Linked DNA regions of Neogale vison: region 2 is linked to region 1. A link is a contact called in public Hi-C data. All regions are on one chromosome and are shown on one strand. Each heading gives the region's core, a stretch centred on a gene start, on an enhancer-like site or on the middle of the called end of the contact. The rest is flanking DNA. Distances are from core to core; before and after follow the strand shown. Region 1 overlaps DGKI (diacylglycerol kinase iota). Region 2 holds the start of CREB3L2 (cyclic AMP-responsive element-binding protein 3-like protein 2).

Region 1 (4,118 bases), core at 419-2,918:
TAAGATGATAAAATTGGTATTTACTTCTTACCTCTTCAATTCTACCACCACCTCTGTACCTCTGTACCTGTTCATTAAGATCTTAGCTCCCAGTGCATTTCACGAGAACAGTAAAGGACAGTACACACATGCTAAAGAGAACGCGAGATTTTACTCAGGGCATTTATTGATGTATTAACAAGAAACCAATGTGGAATGGAGGGAGCTAGACTTTAGTTTTTAAATCCCTGGTGAACGCCTGTTAGACCAGTGCATCAATGAGAAATAAAGGTGGTATCTGAAGTCAAGCTCTGAAACACTCACTTCTCTCGGTGATCTTGAGCCCCCTTCTCGAAATGTCGGTTTACATCTGAAATTAATCTGTCATTTAAAAAGAAAAGTGTATTACATTAGGGATAAGCACCAGACTATACTGACTTACCTGAACAAAGCAATAGTGACACATATGGAGACTACAAAACAAAACCCCCAAAGAACAAGGAACACAGTATAACTCTTAAAATCATCACCCTAGATAATCATAGAGAGCCCAGGTGATTCTGTATCTCCAATGCATGTCTCTTCATTCTCATTGATGAAATCAACTTATCTCTAAATAATAACCCCCTTACACTGTAAATTTGAGAAAAGGAGATAGAGAGGAAGAGAAAATATGTAAGGCAGATGAAATTACGGAGCTTTGTTTCAGATTTTAAAAGCAGGAAAACATCAACTTGAGGAATTGTGATGATGATAATTCACACACAGAAATTTTCTTTAAGTCTTCAGTACTGCCTTTCTTTTACACACAGGCAGGTCTCCCGGTAACATGTCCACCTTCTTTAGTTACTTGAGAAGGTGAAAGGAATATAGAAATGAAGGAGGACATAGTAAATGGGGTTGGAACAGCAAAAAGAAAAAAAAAAGTGTGTGTGTGTGTGTGTGTGTGTGTGTGTGTATACACATATACATATAAATGTTAGTAGCCATCCCTACAAAACAGCAGTTGGCAACAATCGGTAACATGGTCATTAAAACAATGAATGTTGCAGGGGATGAAACTATTTCAACATGCAGCAGCTCAAAAACATAGGTAACAGGGAGACTGACGTGTAGAAAGAGATGAGAGGCAAGAAGGAGAAGACGGCAGACAACACATTCACGCCTGGAGCCTCCCCTTTCCCACAAATGACTGATCAACGGACTCTGCAGAATCTACTTCTTCGGGAGGCGAGACAGCACGGGGATGTCACCCCCAGCCCACCCAGTGGAACACCGCCCCAAGGAAGGAAGGAGAGCTGCCTTCTGGTCTGACTCTCTTCTTTGCCTCCACTTTAGGAAGAGGAAACTCACAAATGTCAGGCGAATCTAAACAATGATTTCAAAGAACTTATTTTTCTTAAGGAAAGAAAAAAAAATCTTGTGGGAAATTCTATGGGTGAATAACAATGTTTGTCATTATAAAAAAAATAATAATATAACTCTTGTGTACCAGGCTTTTCTCTCTAGCCTGGTAACAAGGCTGGTCTTCCAGTGTTTGAAAAGGGCGCAGTTTTGAAAAAAGTTGAGAATAAGAAGTGACAGCTGGTCTTAGGAGGCCAAACACCTGCAATGTAGCCACCACTGCAGCAGGTGGCGCTGTCTCACCTTTTCTAGCTGTTCAATGCAGGCAGTGTGGACGACGATCTTACAGACCGCACACTTCCTCCTCAGGGCCGATTTCTACAACATTCAATTCAAAATACAAGAGGAAATGTTAACAGTCTGCTCTGGAAAGTTCCCTGGCATTAAAGAGAGTATACATAATGAAAGCAAACATAAGCAAATGCTGAACATGAAAATATGGCGAACTTGAGTCTTCTGACCCACCCCCTGCCTCTGTATCTGGATGACCTAGGGTGGCTAGACTTTTCTCCAAAATGTAATATTTATAATAGCTGCTATATATTGAGCATATAATATGAACCAGGCTCCTTATTCTATCTTTCTAAAGTTTTATAACCTAATAACGTAGGCACTAGTAGCCTCCATTTTTATGGGTTTCTTGGCTTGTTTTCATCTTTTTGCATTTTTACGCAGTAGTTAAGCAGCAGAACCAACATACAGAATTAGGTCTAAGCTCAAGAGCCAACATCCCAAGGGACCAATCGCTTTAGGCTTCTATCCCAGGCATGAATCTCTACAAAGCTACTTGGGTCTTCCCCCAAGTCATCAGCAAAGTAGTAAGACGAGCCTAACTCCTCCACCTGGTAATAACAATAAACAGTAAAAAATAGCAGCAGGAGCCACTAACATGAATGCAGGACTCGCTGGGAGTCAGGCACTCAGAAGCACTTCACAAACAGGAACTCATTTAACCTTCGACAGCGCTACGACATCGGTAGTACTTTTATTCCCATTTCACAGATAAGAAAGCTGTGGCCCAGAATGCAAGGGGTGTGAGGTCTCATAATGAGGACCCAGCAGAGCAGGGGAGCCCAGGTCGGAGCTCATGCTTGTCTGCATGACCCAATTTGGCCTCTTGGACGGTCAGTACCAGTTTCGATGCACAATAAAATACTTTTTGAGGTGCATACTTCTTCAAACAATTAAAAAAAAAAAAAAAAGCAGTAGGGTAGGAAAGGAACAGGTGCAATTTTGACCATGCCAGGGCCACGTAAAATCCACGCAAAAACACCGGGGCCTCCCCACAAAGCCCAGGCTAGAAGGCAGGTCCGCATGAGTAACTGGGGTTTGAGCACGGAAAGCGGCTTAATATAACAAAGCTAATCTGTGAAACGGGGACTCAAAGCATCCAAGTGTGAAAAGCCTCGAGTCCTTATTCTTAGGAAAGGTGCTGGGAGAGATTGCTGGCAAACTGCCCTCTTCTGATGTGTGGCTTCCCCTGTGGAGATATAATTTTTGAGCCAAGAATTGAGGCATTGCTACTCCCGAGTAAGTTTAGAAGGACTACAAGCCCTCCCCTTGGAAGCGGCCATGTTAGGAACTCGGCAGACACAGCCTGCTCCCTCCCAGACGGTTCCATGCATTCAACATGGGTTATGCACATTCTTCTCTGCCTCCCACGAGGCACCCAGAACCCTACAGCAACTCCGCTTGCAGTCTAGACACCCGCTGACTGAGGTTTAGTTACCGCCTCGCAGACAGCTCTCCTCTGCCCGAGGAAAGAACATGGTCTGGAACATTGCAAAAGTTTGACAATCAATTGATTTTGCAAAGAACAAAGAAAAACAGAAACCCAAGTGTCTAGCCACACTACTGGAAAATGTCTCAGCTCTACTACTGAAAAGACAGGGGGGAGGAAGAGGGGGTGAGAGGAGGGGAGGAACAAGGAGGAGCAGTAGTAGCAGCGGCAGCTCTCAGGGCAAGGGAAAAGGATTCTAGTTTGCAAATTTTCGCGAGCACAATGCCCATAAGCAAATTCAGGTTGCTCTCCCGTTTCCTTTGGATGTTCTGGTAGAGATTGAGGAGGTAGCACCACCTGCTGAAAATGCATGGGGCATTTGAGTCACTGGCCACTCAGAGTTGCAGTGATGCTAAGGAAACTGCAGTGGGTTCCAGTCTACTCCTAATCCACAAAAGCCTTGGTGGATTCCGCAGCAGACGAAGCAACTGCGCTCACAGTAGGCAAGTAGGATTTTTAACCTCCTTCCTTATGAGTAATTCCCTGCTCCAGTCTGGCTTTGCACCTGCAGAGCTCCAGGGACCCTGTGAGGACCCTGTGAGGCATCTCAGACCAAACGGATGGTTGTAGGAAGAGCACTACGTAGGAGCAGGGACCCGGAATGCCTCTTCCTTGCCATATTTTGAATCCCAGGATTCTAAGTCAGAATCTCTTTTGAACAAGGGAGCTGGGCTCCTGGTAAGAGCTGGAGAACCACAGTGTTAGGACATGTTATCGCTCAGCTTTCCCAGACAGCATGTAAAATAGACCAACATCATTCACGGGGAATAATTCAAGCTCAGTGTTCTCCAGATGATAAAGTATGAAGCAGAGTGCTTTAGGTTATAAAACCAACTTTATTTAAATAATATTAAATTATAAAAGACCCCCATAACATACATGTTTTCGTGCCTTTAGAGCTGGTATATATAGACTATAATCTGAATTTTTCTTCGTAAACACTGGAACATGATGC
Region 2 (3,756 bases), core at 430-2,929, 320 kb after region 1:
TTGGTGGGAATCACAGGGAGGCCCTCATCCCTTTTCCCAAAATAACGTCAACCAGAGGCAAAGGCCAAGGAGGGAGGTGGAGCCTACAGGCCATTTTGCAAAAGTTTCAAATATCCTGGCACTGACCCCCTTAGAAAAATCATGAAGGGGAAACAGCCAAGCTTCTCGTTTTCTCATTAGTGATCTCTCTCTCTAGCCTCTCACTCTCTCTCTCCTCATTACAAACTTCGGCATTTCTAAGAAACAAAAACCAAACAGATCTCACATAAAATCATATTAACATTGCCGGCTGTTGGAAACAATTTCATTTCGCGAATGTAATACCAATGATTTGAAATTGAAACTTTTAAAACAAATGGGCAGAATTCCTGTGACACTTCAATCCCCAAAGGGGTCCCTGAGGCATAAGACTGAACAAAGAACCGGTGAGCCGTCCCACCTTCTCCAAAGCTTTTCTGCAATATGCAGCTGCCTCAGATTTTCCATACTTGCTGATCTTTCCCCTGAAGAGAGAGGAAGCAGACTGCTTGGCTGTACAGTTAAAGAGCCCAAATAAAGCAGTCTCTCTCCTCGTATCAAACGGGCTTTCCCAAACACACATATACGCACACACACGTGTACTTCCTGAAATATAAACAAAAAGTAAAGAGAGAGAAAGAGTCTGACAGCGAAAGAAAGAAAATGCCACTTGGTTTAGCTTTTTAAAAACCTTCCCACCAAGTCAGTAGCAAGCTCGACAGTGGCGCATTATCCTCCACCACGACCCCCTTCGGCTTTACAGTACTGACAGCAAGAGCAAATGACACTGCGATGTGAAAAAGACTCGGGAAAAGACTATAAATTGCCAAAGGAATACGAACTGTCACTACTGTTACCGAAACTTGAAAAGGGCCAGGGGCCCGCAGTTATCTCTTCGGATCGAAAAACCACACCTCTCCCTAGATCTCCTCTGGGCATCGCTGCCTCTTCCCAAAGACTTCCCACGTCCCTGTCCCCAGCAGTTCCCTTATTGACAGTGCTTCCCCCTCGCCAGCTGCCCGGCCCCCGCCCCGCGAGTCCTCACCGTAGGGTACATTAGAGCCTCGGTTTCCCCGGGCTCTGACAGCTCGCTCAGCTTGCGGTCCCACTGCAGGACGCTCTGCTCCCCGCTCTCCAGCACCTCCATGCTGGTCCGAAGGACGCTGGGCCGAGGATGCTGAGGGCAGCAGGGGAGCGGGCAGAGCCGCCTCGGAGGGTAAGGTCCGGCTCCGCGGGGCGTGTGTGCGTGTGTGCGCGTGTGCGTGAAGCTTATGCACTTAGGAAAAAACGTTCTCTGCTCTGCCCGACGGAGGAGTGCTCAGGGCTCCTGTCCGGGGTCCTCGGAAGTCTGAGAAGTGCCGGGGGAGACAGGCCGTCCAGGGATCCGGCTGAAGGCTGCGGGGGTTAAAGCACGGCGCGCATCCAAAAGGAAGGCAGGAGAGCAGCTCTCATGCCAAGAAAATCCCTTCGCAATAAGCCTACTCTCCGCTACTCCTCCAGACACAAACTTTGAGGCTCCCCAGGGCTCCTCAGTTCGGCTCCAGGACCCAGCTATGACTCCACCTCCTTCTAGGGAAGCGACCAATCGGATACTCACCTCGCCCGCCCTATCCAATCAGAAGTCTGGCTTTCCTCCCCGTCCCGCTCCGAAAGGCTGGGCAGAGGGAAGTCTCTGCCCAGGCTTTGGAATGTGGGCGGGGAGAGCCTTTGACGTCACCGGGGAACACCTTCTGCCTGAGCGCGACCAGCCACCGCTCTCTGAGGCAGCGGACCAATGGAGTGCTGGAGTCTGGGAGTGATGGACTGAGAGCTTGGCCAGTGATAAAGGGGCGCCTGGGAGGAACAGCCAACCAAATAGCGACAAGAATACATTTCATAAAGGAGGGCGGGTGAACTCCGTGCCCTCGGTTAGAATCCATAAAAGTTCTCGCGCGCTTGTGGAGGGGAAGAGAGCCGCTGTGTGGGCAGATTTATATACTGTCTTAAATATTATATATGCTTATATAGGGTCTTAAAGATTTTCTTAATGTATGTTAGCTCCTTTGAGTTTTGACATTTTTAAAAAATTAGTTACGTATTCACAAATATAAATATTCCGCATTGTGCGTGAATTTGTATTAGCACATTTCTAGCAAATAGTCATTGTCTGTTCCTCACGTTTTTCTCCCTAGTTTTCTTATGCTCTTCTCCTGACACGTTTTTTTATGGGCTTCATTTTTTCTTCTTTCAGTTCACTCTACAGACATTATTGATAAAAGTCAATGGCTTGCTTCATCAGGTCCTCAAGAGCTGTGAATTATGACTTTGAATTCGGGGACACCAGGTGGCTCAGTAAGTTCAGCGTCTGCCTTTGGCTTCGGTGCCGGGGTCCTGGGACCCAGTCCTGCACCCTGGGATAGTGCCCTGCATTGGGCTCCTTGCTCAGTGGGGTGTGTGCTTCTCCGACTGCCCCTTCCCCTCCTTCTCTCTCTTAAATAAATAAATAAATAAATAAGACCTTGAATTCACAGAACTTAGATGTCCGTGGAGGAGTCAGGCAATAAACAAAGGAAAAAGGGCATAATGTTTAAAAAAAAATTTTTTTAAGATTTTATTTATTTATTTGAGAAAGAGAGAGAGAGCACACATGGGGGAAGAGCAGAGGGAGAAGGACAACCGGACCCATGCTGAGCCCAGATCCCCACTAGGGGCTCCATCCCATGATCCCAAGATCATGACCAGAGCTGAAATCCAAAGTCAATGAATAGTGAGTGGCATGCTGTACTTTCAGAAAGGGGTAACTGGTATAAAGAAAATAAAAGCGGGCGCCTGGGTGGCTCAGTGGGTTAAGCCGCTGCCTTCGGCTTAGGTCATGATCTCAGGGTCCTGGGATCGAGTCCCGCATCGGGCTCTCTGCTCAGCAGGGAGCCTGCTTCCCCCTCTCTCTCTCTGCCTGCCTCTCCATCTACTTGTGATTTCTGTCAAATAAATAAATAAAATAAAATAAAAAAGAAAGAAAAGCAAGGTGAGGGTATGCAGGCAGTTCTGTGCTATTTTAGATAGCACTCAGGGAAGCTCCTTGGAAAGTGACATTTGAGCAGGGACCTGGATGAAATGAGATTTGGGGAGGAGCTGGTGTTTTGCTGACAGACAGGGAGGCCCCATATGGCTGCAGCAAGACTCGCCAGGTGTAGTGAGTGTTGGGAGAGGAGGCCTGAGAGATGGGCAGGGACCCGATCACCAGGCTGCCTAGATTAGGGAAGAGAGAGCCTATTCTAACAGTCTTCCCCCAACACTGTGATTTTTCTTTCTTTCTGGACTCCTCCCTTAAGGGAATCAAAGTTGTTGGAAATATAATTTGCTCATTTTATTTTTAGCATTTTTTATTAGTTTGCTTATTTTAAATATAAAGGAGTCTACCAGTTGTCTCAAGTTTCTTACAATGGCACATTCAGATATTAAGTATTACTTCCTCTCCTTTGCAAGTTTTTCCCGGTGAGTGGGGTCAGTCAAAGGTCTTGGAACTCTGTGGTCTTTAAACAGTGGATTATCATGTGAACTATTCCATTTGTCTGGTCCTATCTCCTGGGACTTTTGAGAATACTTTAAAACTTGAGTAGAAATTCCAGTTTATGGGCATGTACCATCTTTGTGTAATTAGGTTTCTCACTCTTCTCTTGGTCCTTGGTTTTCATTTTTTGATCTGCTGCCCCCTTCACCACATCCTTTTAGCATAACTCTCAACATAAGTAAGTGAGA

The links. A called contact is a pair of places that touch in the nucleus more often than the background predicts.
Region 2: a Hi-C map of fibroblasts shows a contact between it and region 1, with 9 times the contacts expected there. The contact joins the promoter of CREB3L2 here to the enhancer-like site in region 1. A contact is called at or near these places in 2 of 3 Hi-C or Micro-C datasets (fibroblasts and muscle).

What each region holds. Positions count from the first base shown.
Region 1 is chr4:215,625,398-215,629,515 of ASM_NN_V1, forward strand. DGKI (diacylglycerol kinase iota) reads right to left here. Exons shown (of 34, transcript XM_044246660.1): 4 at 1,627-1,701; 5 at 304-360. Among named protein-coding and RNA genes, the nearest start is that of DGKI, 190 kb to the right of the region's middle. Within about 2 kb of position 1,669, the one cell type or tissue checked has open chromatin away from gene starts, as enhancers often do. A contact at or near this core is called in fibroblasts, where this site is marked.
Region 2 is chr4:215,948,744-215,952,499 of ASM_NN_V1, forward strand. It overlaps CREB3L2 (cyclic AMP-responsive element-binding protein 3-like protein 2), which reads right to left and starts at 1,680. Exons shown (of 12, transcript XM_044246663.1): 1 at 1,616-1,680.